3 separate regions of the Mus musculus genome follow, and all the other regions are linked to region 2. Evidence: chromatin contacts called from public Hi-C data. All regions are on one chromosome and are shown on one strand. Each heading gives the region's core, a stretch centred on a gene start, on an enhancer-like site or on the middle of the called end of the contact. The rest is flanking DNA. Distances are from core to core; before and after follow the strand shown.

Region 1 (3,278 bases), core at 231-2,730, 420 kb before region 2:
GAAGACCTATCACTAGGCTTACATACATAATGTATGGTCCACTGGAGAGTTTCTGGTGGGAAGATTATGATATTCTCAGTAAATACATGACATATCACAGAGGTCTGACCTCTGTGTACCTCTCTGATCTTGGCATCCCCTACCCCACCCAGTTCCTCTGCAACTTAAGTATAATCTCCCAGAATTTTCACTAGCAGCTATATATGTTTCTCATTTTGCCTTGTAAGTTCTCCAGTGTTATTAGCAGCTCATTGAGAAGCACCTACAGGTGTACCTAGGGTCTGAATGAATGCTCTTGCCAGCTCACAGGTTCTAGACAATGAGACAAAAGAGTCAGTGTGTAGAGAAAATCCTTCCTTTTCTCAGATCTCAATAGACCCTTCTTCATAGGTCTTGGGTAATGATGGGTCTGGGCATATGGAGATAGCACATAAAGCTCTCAGTGATTCAAGTTTCTGGGCTTTCATAGAAGGGTAATTGTTCTCTCATATCTGCCTCACGAAGGGCCTTAATTCTTCATGCCACTGTTTTTTTTTTTTTTTTAATTTCAGTTTATGTAACAATTTTAGCTATGTAAAGCAGAGAAATAAAAGTCATTAAAGCACTAGATTCTAAATAATCAACAGATATATATTAGTTATCTGCATGGCAGTTTGTGCATGTAACAATTGGGACCAGTGGTATTCTTTCAGGATTTCTCCATGGCCCTTAAGCTGCAGTCTAAGCAGCCTCTCTTCTGACGATGACGATGTCATTACATCATTCATGGGCTTGTTGTCGGTGGAATTCTCTTATGTGTGGCCCTTCTTTGATAACTCTTTATGGAAAGAGGGACTGAGATGCAATCATCTCTTTCTTCTTCTCTGGCAAAGGACAGACAAAAGAAAAATTGGCTAGATCGAGACACATGTAGGCAGAGGAAAGGAATTTGGAGGAGAAAGAATAGTCTGGGTAATTTGGGATTGATTAATATCATGGTGTTATTTTAAGCCTGGGAAGGGAGTGGGATGAGAAAGCTTCAGGCTGATCCTAGAGGACATACACATTTAGGAGGAAAATCCACAGAGGGATGGAAACAGAGTCACTGGAGATAAACCCACAAAGCCAGAGACACACGGGATTCTGCCAGAAAAGAGGAAAGTGGCAGCCTGCCCTCACAGTCTTTCCATAGTGATGCAACTACGTACCTTAGAACACAAATATTTGGCAAGAATGCTTATGATGCCACCTCAGGTTGCTACTCTGATTCAGTCCAGATTTGTGTTGTCATAGCAGCCACCTCAGAGAACCAGAGGCGAACAAGATTCAGAAAACATACTGAGAGTGGAATTTTGAATTCTTCTGTGTGGGCTGAAGTACATAGCTCAGTCTGAACAAGTATTACCATGTCCCACACTGGGATGTTATATGCAGTAATGAATAAATCCTTACGATAAAGCCCTCTGTAAATATGAAGTGCTATTGAGATGTAGAGTAATACACTGGACATCTTTGTTTTCCATCAGACACATCCCATGGGATATTTTCTTCCTTCCAGAACATGGACACTCCACAGAGAGTGCATCTGGCGACTCTGACTCTGCCAAGAGTTCAAAAGCAAATTGTTCTAAGGTGAATGGCTGAGAACTAGTGTGCAAAGGTAGTAAAAGACATGGATCTCTGCTGCCTGAAGGTTAAAAGATGCACCAAAATGTACAATGAGGTAGGTGTTTTCCCCTGGGAGAATGAAAGGAAGAAACATTTCTGACTACCCTTCCCCCAAGCCCCTTTGCTTACCCTCCCAAAAAAATTGCACTTGACTAATGTAACTTTGTTTTGATTTCCTGAGTGGTCTTGGGTTACCTAATATCTGGCTTGCTTCCATAGATGGTTCTTTCTTAGATCTACCAAGCAAAACTCATGCTTAAGCCATTTTCATTAGGAGCTGAGCAGTACATGATCAGAAATGGCCTCATGAAATGTCATGATTAGAAGAGATCAAAGGCCCAGCTTCATTGGTGTTGCCTGCTTCTCTCTACTTCGTCAACCCTCTGAACCTGACCAAGCCCCAGCTCTCCAGCATTTGCACAATCTGGGAAAGATAATTTCTCCAGAGAAGTCTTCTTGAAAGCACATGGCTTGCAGGTTTTTCACGTGGCCCACGTCACAGTCCCTGGGCTGAATGGTCTATCTGTTCTCTGAAGAGAACCTGTGCTTGGTCACTACAGCTGCTTTTACAATGGCTTGTAGTGCTGAATGGGATTTTAATTAACACTGTGGCTAAAAGCAGTTCTCTGAGCCAGCCTTTCCTCAGCATACTGAGTCATTTCAGATGCAATCCTGGCCAAATCCATTACCAAAGCTGTGCTCTGTAATTGTGCTGTAAGGACATTGTCCTTCATCATGGAAGACCTCCGTTTAAATTCTGGCTCCTTACCTCTCAGAGCCTTGCATTTTCAATATAAATTTGAGATATTGCTACCCACCTCCAAGAAATGTTATCAATACTAAATGAGACAACGTTTGGAATATATACAGAGTATTACCTGGCCACAAAGCTCCCAATAAGTGTTCACTCCATCTGTTTACCCTTTCAGTGCTTTCTTATTGTTCTAGAAAAGGTCTATGCAAAGCTCTGACACAGTAACTGTTTTCTGGAAACTGTTTCCAATTTCTCAGCCACAGCTGCCTCCAACTTTCCTTTTGGATTCAAACCCCAGTGAGGAGTGGAGGATGTTTCCTTGGATTAGCAGTTTGGAGCCAGGCAAACCTCAGTCCTTCCCACAAGCTCAGAGAAAAGGATGTCTGCTCCCAGTCTGAACAGCAAGAGACAGAGTGGAAAATCTAGCTTTCTGCACTATGGCACGAACTGAGACAGAGTAGAGTTGTGGTAAGGTTTTTCTCATTCTTTTTTCAAAGTACTTATTTTTATACTATTATTTTTGTGTACGTATGTTTGTTTGAGGGAATGCCACATGTGTACTCAAAAGCCAGAAATATCAACAGCTACTTTGGAAATGGAGTTATAAATAATTGTGATCCACTGACATGGATGCTGATATTCAAACTCGGGTCTTTCAGAAGAGCAGTAAAAGCTTTTACTCCCTAAAACATGTCAGCAGACTATATATATATGTATATATATATACACACACACACATATATATATATATTGATGAATAACTTCTATGTAAAAATGTTTTAACATTGGAAAATATGTGTATATATATGTGTATATATATGTGTATATATATATATATATATATATATCAAATAAACACAATCACCACACCCAATTT
Region 2 (3,257 bases), core at 755-3,254:
ACAGAGAGCACTTGGCAGTTCCTCAAGAAGTTAAATGTGAAATTATTATAATATCTAGGAATCTTCAACATATACTCAAAAACTAAAAACATATGTTCCCAAAAGAATTTGTAAATAAATGTTTAAAGCAGTGATATTCATAATATCCATAATGTAAAAACCCACCCAAATGGCCAACTACTGATGAAAACATAAACATTATCACTCACTAATCAGCAATACAAAGGAATGATACCCATACAAATCTATGGCACAGATGAACCCCAAAATCTTTATACTGAGTGAAAGTGTTCAGGCAGAAAAGACCATATGCTATAAAATGGCATCCTATAAAATATTCAAATACATATGCACCAAACATAAATTAGTGGTAGTCAAGGGCATGGGAGAAGATTATGAAAAGCTAATTAGTAATGGTCTTACTTGGGACATAATGAGACTATCCAAACTTGGATTTTAGTGATGGCTACATAATTATTTAAATAAATTACAAACTTTGAATTATGCACTTAAAATAGGGAAATAGATATACAAATAATATTGTAATAGAACTCCTTACAAAGATCCTTTTAAATTTTTAATCCAAGACAAAAGGTTCAGCACTTAAAAGTTATGCATTCAAACAACATTAAATGATCCCAACCGGTTACATTTATATTCATTTGCCTTCATGTGTAATAATAATAGTTTAAAAAAAACATGAATTTCTTATGGACAAGAGGCAGGAGGACATAAGAAATATTTGGACAAGGAATGTAATTCCTTAATATTTATGATATAATTATGTTTTAATAAACTAAAAAAGAATATATCTATGTATACATATATACATTTATAGATATATATGTGCAACTTCCTGCTAGAAGGTATTAGCCATGGTGTTCCAGAGCTACCATATTCCTTTACATATTATACACATTCACCAAGCAAAATATAAAGCCTAAATGTCCTTTTGAAATTTCTAACCACCTCCTCAGAACCTTATCCTTCTCCTACCCAGAAGTCAAGTTAAAGCAAGCATGAAAATAAGCCTAAAGATGCCAAGGCTATAACTAGGTCTTGGGGTAGGAAGTGGAGTCTATGATGTCTGGTTTTCAACCTAAAGTTCAGTAGTTTTCCATGCTCGAGTACACTATCTTTCATGTTTTAATAGTTTATAGAACAGAACTTTGCTCACACAGTCTCCAACCTTGACTATTTCAACGATTTACTTAGTCTCAATATTGTTAAGTTATATTCAAATTTTCCTCTTCATTTGGAGATTAAAAAGTGGCCTTATTTTTCTACTCATTTTAGTTAGCATCCATAAATCACCTCCTTTATAACAATTACTAGCCCAGGTATTGAATCTAGCTAGTTCATTAATATGTTTTAAACATTACTAAACAGAAGCATTTCCTTCGCTCAAGACAATGCAAACGTGTCTATCAAGGTAAAACAGAGGTGTTAACTTAATTAAATAATTTAAGTTGTCAGCCATGCAAACAAAGCAAAGGATTTGGGGGTGAGATAACCCAGTGTGATATAGACAGCTACATATGACGATATCTCCCCAGCAATGCCATTCTTATTGTTCGAGCCCTATGTCTTGTGTACACAGTAGAGCATAAGTAATCCAGAGAGAATGGTGAAGGGAGCATATTTTCCAAATGGTACATGATTTTCCAAAAATATGCTGCAGCTAAAATCTCACTCGCATCAAGAGAGGAATAGAGAACACACTGAGCCACCGCTCCGTCCCTTGACTTCCTTTGTGCTCCAAGATTTACCTTGACCATTCCCTTCCTCATTCGGCTGGCTTCAATTACTGCTAGCTTTAGCTTCAGCAGACAACAAAGCATTGAAAACTCAGTTTTCCATTCTTCAAAGTGAGTTACTAGAAAAAGTTAAATGCAAGGCAACAAAGGGCATTTAATCATCAGGATCGCGCCCCTTGCTGTGGTGAAACCACACAGCTTGGCTCCCTTCCAAGGCTAGAATTAATGAATGAGCAAGATTCTCCTGGAAAGCCTGTAACTACTGCCTGCTTAGCCCAGTGAGCCTGCCCCTTTATTGCTTTTGGCATGTCTGCCTGTTACTAATGGATCGGCTCCCCTTGAGAATACACGCGCGTATTCTCACACACACACACACACACACACACACACACACACAGAGAGAGAGAGAGAGAGAGAGAGAGAGAGAGGGAGAGAGAGAGAGAGAGAAAGACAGACAGACACAAAGACAGAGAAACACAGAGACAGTGAGACAAAAACAGACAGAGGCAGACAGAGACAGACAACAGAGACAGAAACAGACAGAGACAGAGAAGAGGCAATACATTAAAAATCCATATTTGTTTCTTCCCTTCATTTTGTAAGAGACTTTCAGGGACTTCCTGTTGCTGAGATAAAAAAGAGTTGGGCATTAACAAGAATACAGCAATTTCTCCTGCTCTCTTTGTTGTCTCTGGAGTACTTGGAACTGTTTTTGTCTTGGACTATAGAGGCTCAGACACCCAATCTTTCCCAAATTTGGACCTCAGTAGTCCCTGTAAATGACCATCATGGACCCCTCTGCCTATTTCATCCATTTCAAAAAGGATGGTCATGTAAATACAGATTGGCTTTTATTTTAGAACTCCCATCTGGAGCACTCCACCTCTCTGGTTCCTATAATGTAAAACAGGTCTGACCCTGCACAGTGACTTGTCTTAGCTGCCATCCAATATCATGCCCTTCTTATGTAAATGTAATTGCAATTTCCTTGTGGAGAGCTCCCTCTTCCCTGTCTAAACATGATTTTACAACTTTAATCGAGTCACTCTGCCCACTGTCAGCCAAAGGACAAGCATAGGACATATCCAGGGAACACAAATGTGCTCCCCAAAATATTGATCTGTGGCAGAATTACGAAAAGTATTAGGCACAGTTAGGTTTCATTCTCTGAGGTAGAAAAGTATTAAGGCAAAGGTATTTCATCAGTTCCTAATGTAAGGAAATCACACTCTGTTCTCACAGCCTCCAACACACACACACACACACACACACACACATCTGTGCAGGCCAAGTCCTCCACTCCCCTTTATAGTCCACAAACAACTTTATTCCTTCCAATAAATTACCTCTTTGCATAAGTTAACCAGAGTCAGTTTCTGTTATATGAAACCAAACAGCTGCATAATAAGCTCAATTTTTCTTAGTTTAATAAAGCTAACTTAAGGATGTACTAACAATGTGGTCCCTGAAGATAGGCTAGGCTCCCACTCCACCAAGAGC
Region 3 (3,058 bases), core at 126-2,625, 340 kb before region 2:
TTTCCCCTCTTCCCTCCCATCACTCCCATCCCCAGTCCTCCCAGGACCCTTCCTCCCTACTTGTGATTGCTTTCTTCTCCCCACCCCCAAGTGGGACAGAGGCATCCTCACTTGGGCACTTCAGCTTGTTGAACTTTTTGAGTTCTGTGGACTGTATTTTGAGTATTCTGTACTTTTTTGGGGGGAGGGGGGGCAAGCATCTACTTATTGGTGAGTAAATACCATACATGTCCTTTTGGGTCTGAGTTACCTCACTTAGGATGATATTTTCTAGTTCCATTCATTTGCCTGCAAAATTCAGGATGCTCTTATTAGCTGAGTAGTATTTCATTGTGTAAATGAACCACATTTTCTGTATCTATTCCTCTGTTGTGGGGCATCTGGGTTGTATCCAGCTTCTGGCTATCATAAACACGGTCACTATGAACATAATGGAACATGTGCCCCTGTGGCATGGTGGGCCATCTTTTGGGTATATTCCCAAGAGTATATTCCCAAGAGTGGTATAGCTGGGTCTTCAGGTAGATCTATTTCCAGTTTTCTGAGAAACCTCTAGATTGATTTCCAGAGTGTTTGTACCAGTTTGCAGTCCCACCAGCAAAGAGGAGTGGTCCTCTTTCTCTACATCCTCTCCAACATGTGTTGTCACCCATGGTTTTGATCTCAGCCATTCTGACTGGTATAGGTTGAATCTCGGGGTCATTTTGATTTGCATTTCTGTGATCACTACGGACTTTGAACATTTCTGTAGGTGCTTCTCAGCCATTCGAGATTCCTCAGTTGTGAATTCTCAATTTAGTTCTATACTCCATTTTTTGAGGTACTAGTTAGTTCATTTTGTTGTTCCTCCTATGGAGCTGCAGATCTCTTCAGCTCCTTGGGTCCTTTCTCTAGCTCCTCCATTGGGAACCCTATGCTCAATCCAATGGATGGCTGTGAGCATCCATTTCTGTATCTGTCAGGTACCGGCAAAGCCTCTCAGGAGACAGCTATATCAGGCTCCCATGAGCAAGCTTTTGTTGGCATCCACAATAGTGTATGGGTTTAGTGGTTGTTTATGGGATGGCTCCTTAGGTGGGGCTGTCTCTGAATGGTCATTCCTTCAGTCTGTGCTCTGAATTTTGTTTTATTTTAATTTTCTTATTCCAACCAGTGATAAAATTGCCACACTAAAATTATATTCAAGCAGAAATAAATATATAATAATGCTCTAAAAGCCCACTGCAATAGAAGCAGGCTATGAAAAGTAAGGAATCTGATATATGCATGTTTAAGGGAAAAACCTTGTGGAACTGGGAAGGACTGGAACATTGAGAAGAGACAGCTCATTGTCCGACCACATCCTTCTCTTGCATGCAAATGGTGACTGCAGTTAATGGGGAACACCCATCTGTAGTCCCTGCCTTGCACAATGAGGCCTTTGTTTGTCTCTGCTGATAGAAACAGCAGTGGTTGTTTTGAGCATCTTGTCTCTCCTTTTGACTACACTCTTCATCTTATGTTTATATGACTACTGAATGCAGTGTAGGATCTCTTTCAAAATAACAACCATATCCAGAGACACTCTAATTATTCTTATTACCAATGTTCTTCAGATATTTGCCTAGCAAGAGAGAGGAAATGGAATGGTCAGAACACAGCTTAACTTTCCAAGTGTGGTTTTTATAAAATTGCCCTTTTGTGTGACGGGATGAGCTAGTCACTCATCCTATAAAAACGCCACATCTTAAACAGCTGTTTTTCTTTATGGAGCTCTGGAAGTAGGAGCATGGTGTTTACACTACAGCCAATTATAAGCAAAATCAGGCCCACACCCTGGAATTAGCAATTACTTAATGAAAATAATATTCTATAACTCACAATATGCTAATATCTGACAAACCTCCCATATTCTGAAGTATTCCTGTTAGCATAAAGGAATGTGTAGGGGTAACTATTTTTCCTCCAGCTTTGCCCAAGGGCAGCATGTATGAGACCATGTTCTTTCATGTGTTGCAACTTTCCTTCATAGTTTGTATTTAAAAAAACAAAACAAAAAAAAAATCATTTGGATGATTTTTCAAGGTATCCTACCTTGGTAAATTACACCATTCTGAGACATCAATGGGAGCATGAGCTTGAAAAGGGATTGAGCTGGGCCACATAGTTGCTGTATCTTGATCTGACTTAATATAAAGGAGTTAAAAGTCATGCATTAGGAAAATAAATAGCAAAGGTACTCATTAGGATAGTAAATAGCAAAGGTTTGTTTGTCTGAGTTCAGTCTCAGTCTATCACATAGATGTAAATTCCTGCTTGTTACGTGCTAGGCATTGTAATAATGGCTTTTCTTCATTATTGAATAGTCTTCATATTAGGATTAAATTTATGTACACATACCACCATTCCTTCACTCAACAATTATTTACTGAGTACTTGCTACATTCCAAATATGTCCTAAACAAGAGCTACTCAGCAGAAAATCTGTTAAGTCCCTTGTCTCCAGGAGTTTTGAGATACTTTTGGTAGAAACATCATAGGTAAGACCCACAGAGATTATTATTTTGTAAAACACTGAAAACGTAGATTTTTATTTTCACAATTATTTTAAGTTAAAAAGAGATTTTTTTCCCCATACAACAAATTCTGGTTATGGTTTGTGTGGATTTCACTGTTTGCAGAGTGGAGAGAATGAAAAGCAGAGAGAGTGGGGCAAGGGTCACTTTTTTTTGGCAGGGTATTCAGAAAGCACAGACGAGAATGACAATGTGAGGTGAATAAAATTCTCAGTGTTAACAAGCATTATCACTGTCATTTCTCTACCGGCCTTTCTTCCTCAGTAATGTATAATTCAATAATTAAGAAGACAGAAAAAATTATTAACTGGTGATTAGTCCAGGAATAATAAGCACTCAAGTTAGAAGCCATTCAATTCAAGGAAAAACAAGATGAAATTTATGTTAACCAAGGCCAGCCTGGTCTACAGAGTGAGTTCCAGGACAGCTAGGGCTACACAGAGAAACAAACAAATAAAAAAATTATTTTCTTTAAAGAAATTAGTATATGACAAAAGTTGTTG

Evidence for each region. A called contact is a pair of places that touch in the nucleus more often than the background predicts.
Region 1: a Hi-C map of the N1E-115 cell line shows a contact between it and region 2, with 3 times the contacts expected there. The contact joins two enhancer-like sites. A contact is called at or near these places in 2 of 484 Hi-C or Micro-C datasets (the N1E-115 cell line and uterus).
Region 3: a Hi-C map of the N1E-115 cell line shows a contact between it and region 2, with 2.6 times the contacts expected there. The contact joins two enhancer-like sites. A contact is called at or near these places in 2 of 484 Hi-C or Micro-C datasets (the N1E-115 cell line and nephron progenitors).

Annotation. Positions count from the first base shown.
Region 1 is chr15:56,496,898-56,500,175 of GRCm38.p6, reverse strand. No RefSeq gene overlaps it. Among named protein-coding and RNA genes, the nearest start is that of Gm41326, 88 kb to the right of the region's middle. Within about 2 kb of position 1,480, at least 30 of the 459 cell types and tissues checked have an H3K27ac peak or open chromatin away from gene starts, as enhancers often do. A contact at or near this core is called in the N1E-115 cell line, where this site is marked.
Region 2 is chr15:56,076,683-56,079,939 of GRCm38.p6, reverse strand. No RefSeq gene overlaps it. Among named protein-coding and RNA genes, the nearest start is that of Gm46516, 150 kb to the right of the region's middle. Within about 2 kb of position 2,004, at least 42 of the 459 cell types and tissues checked have an H3K27ac peak or open chromatin away from gene starts, as enhancers often do. A contact at or near this core is called in the N1E-115 cell line, where this site is marked.
Region 3 is chr15:56,419,193-56,422,250 of GRCm38.p6, reverse strand. The region is part of intron 2 of Gm41326 (a long non-coding RNA gene); the gene reads right to left. Among named protein-coding and RNA genes, the nearest start is that of Gm41326, 11 kb to the right of the region's middle. Within about 2 kb of position 1,375, at least 18 of the 459 cell types and tissues checked have an H3K27ac peak or open chromatin away from gene starts, as enhancers often do. A contact at or near this core is called in the N1E-115 cell line, where this site is marked.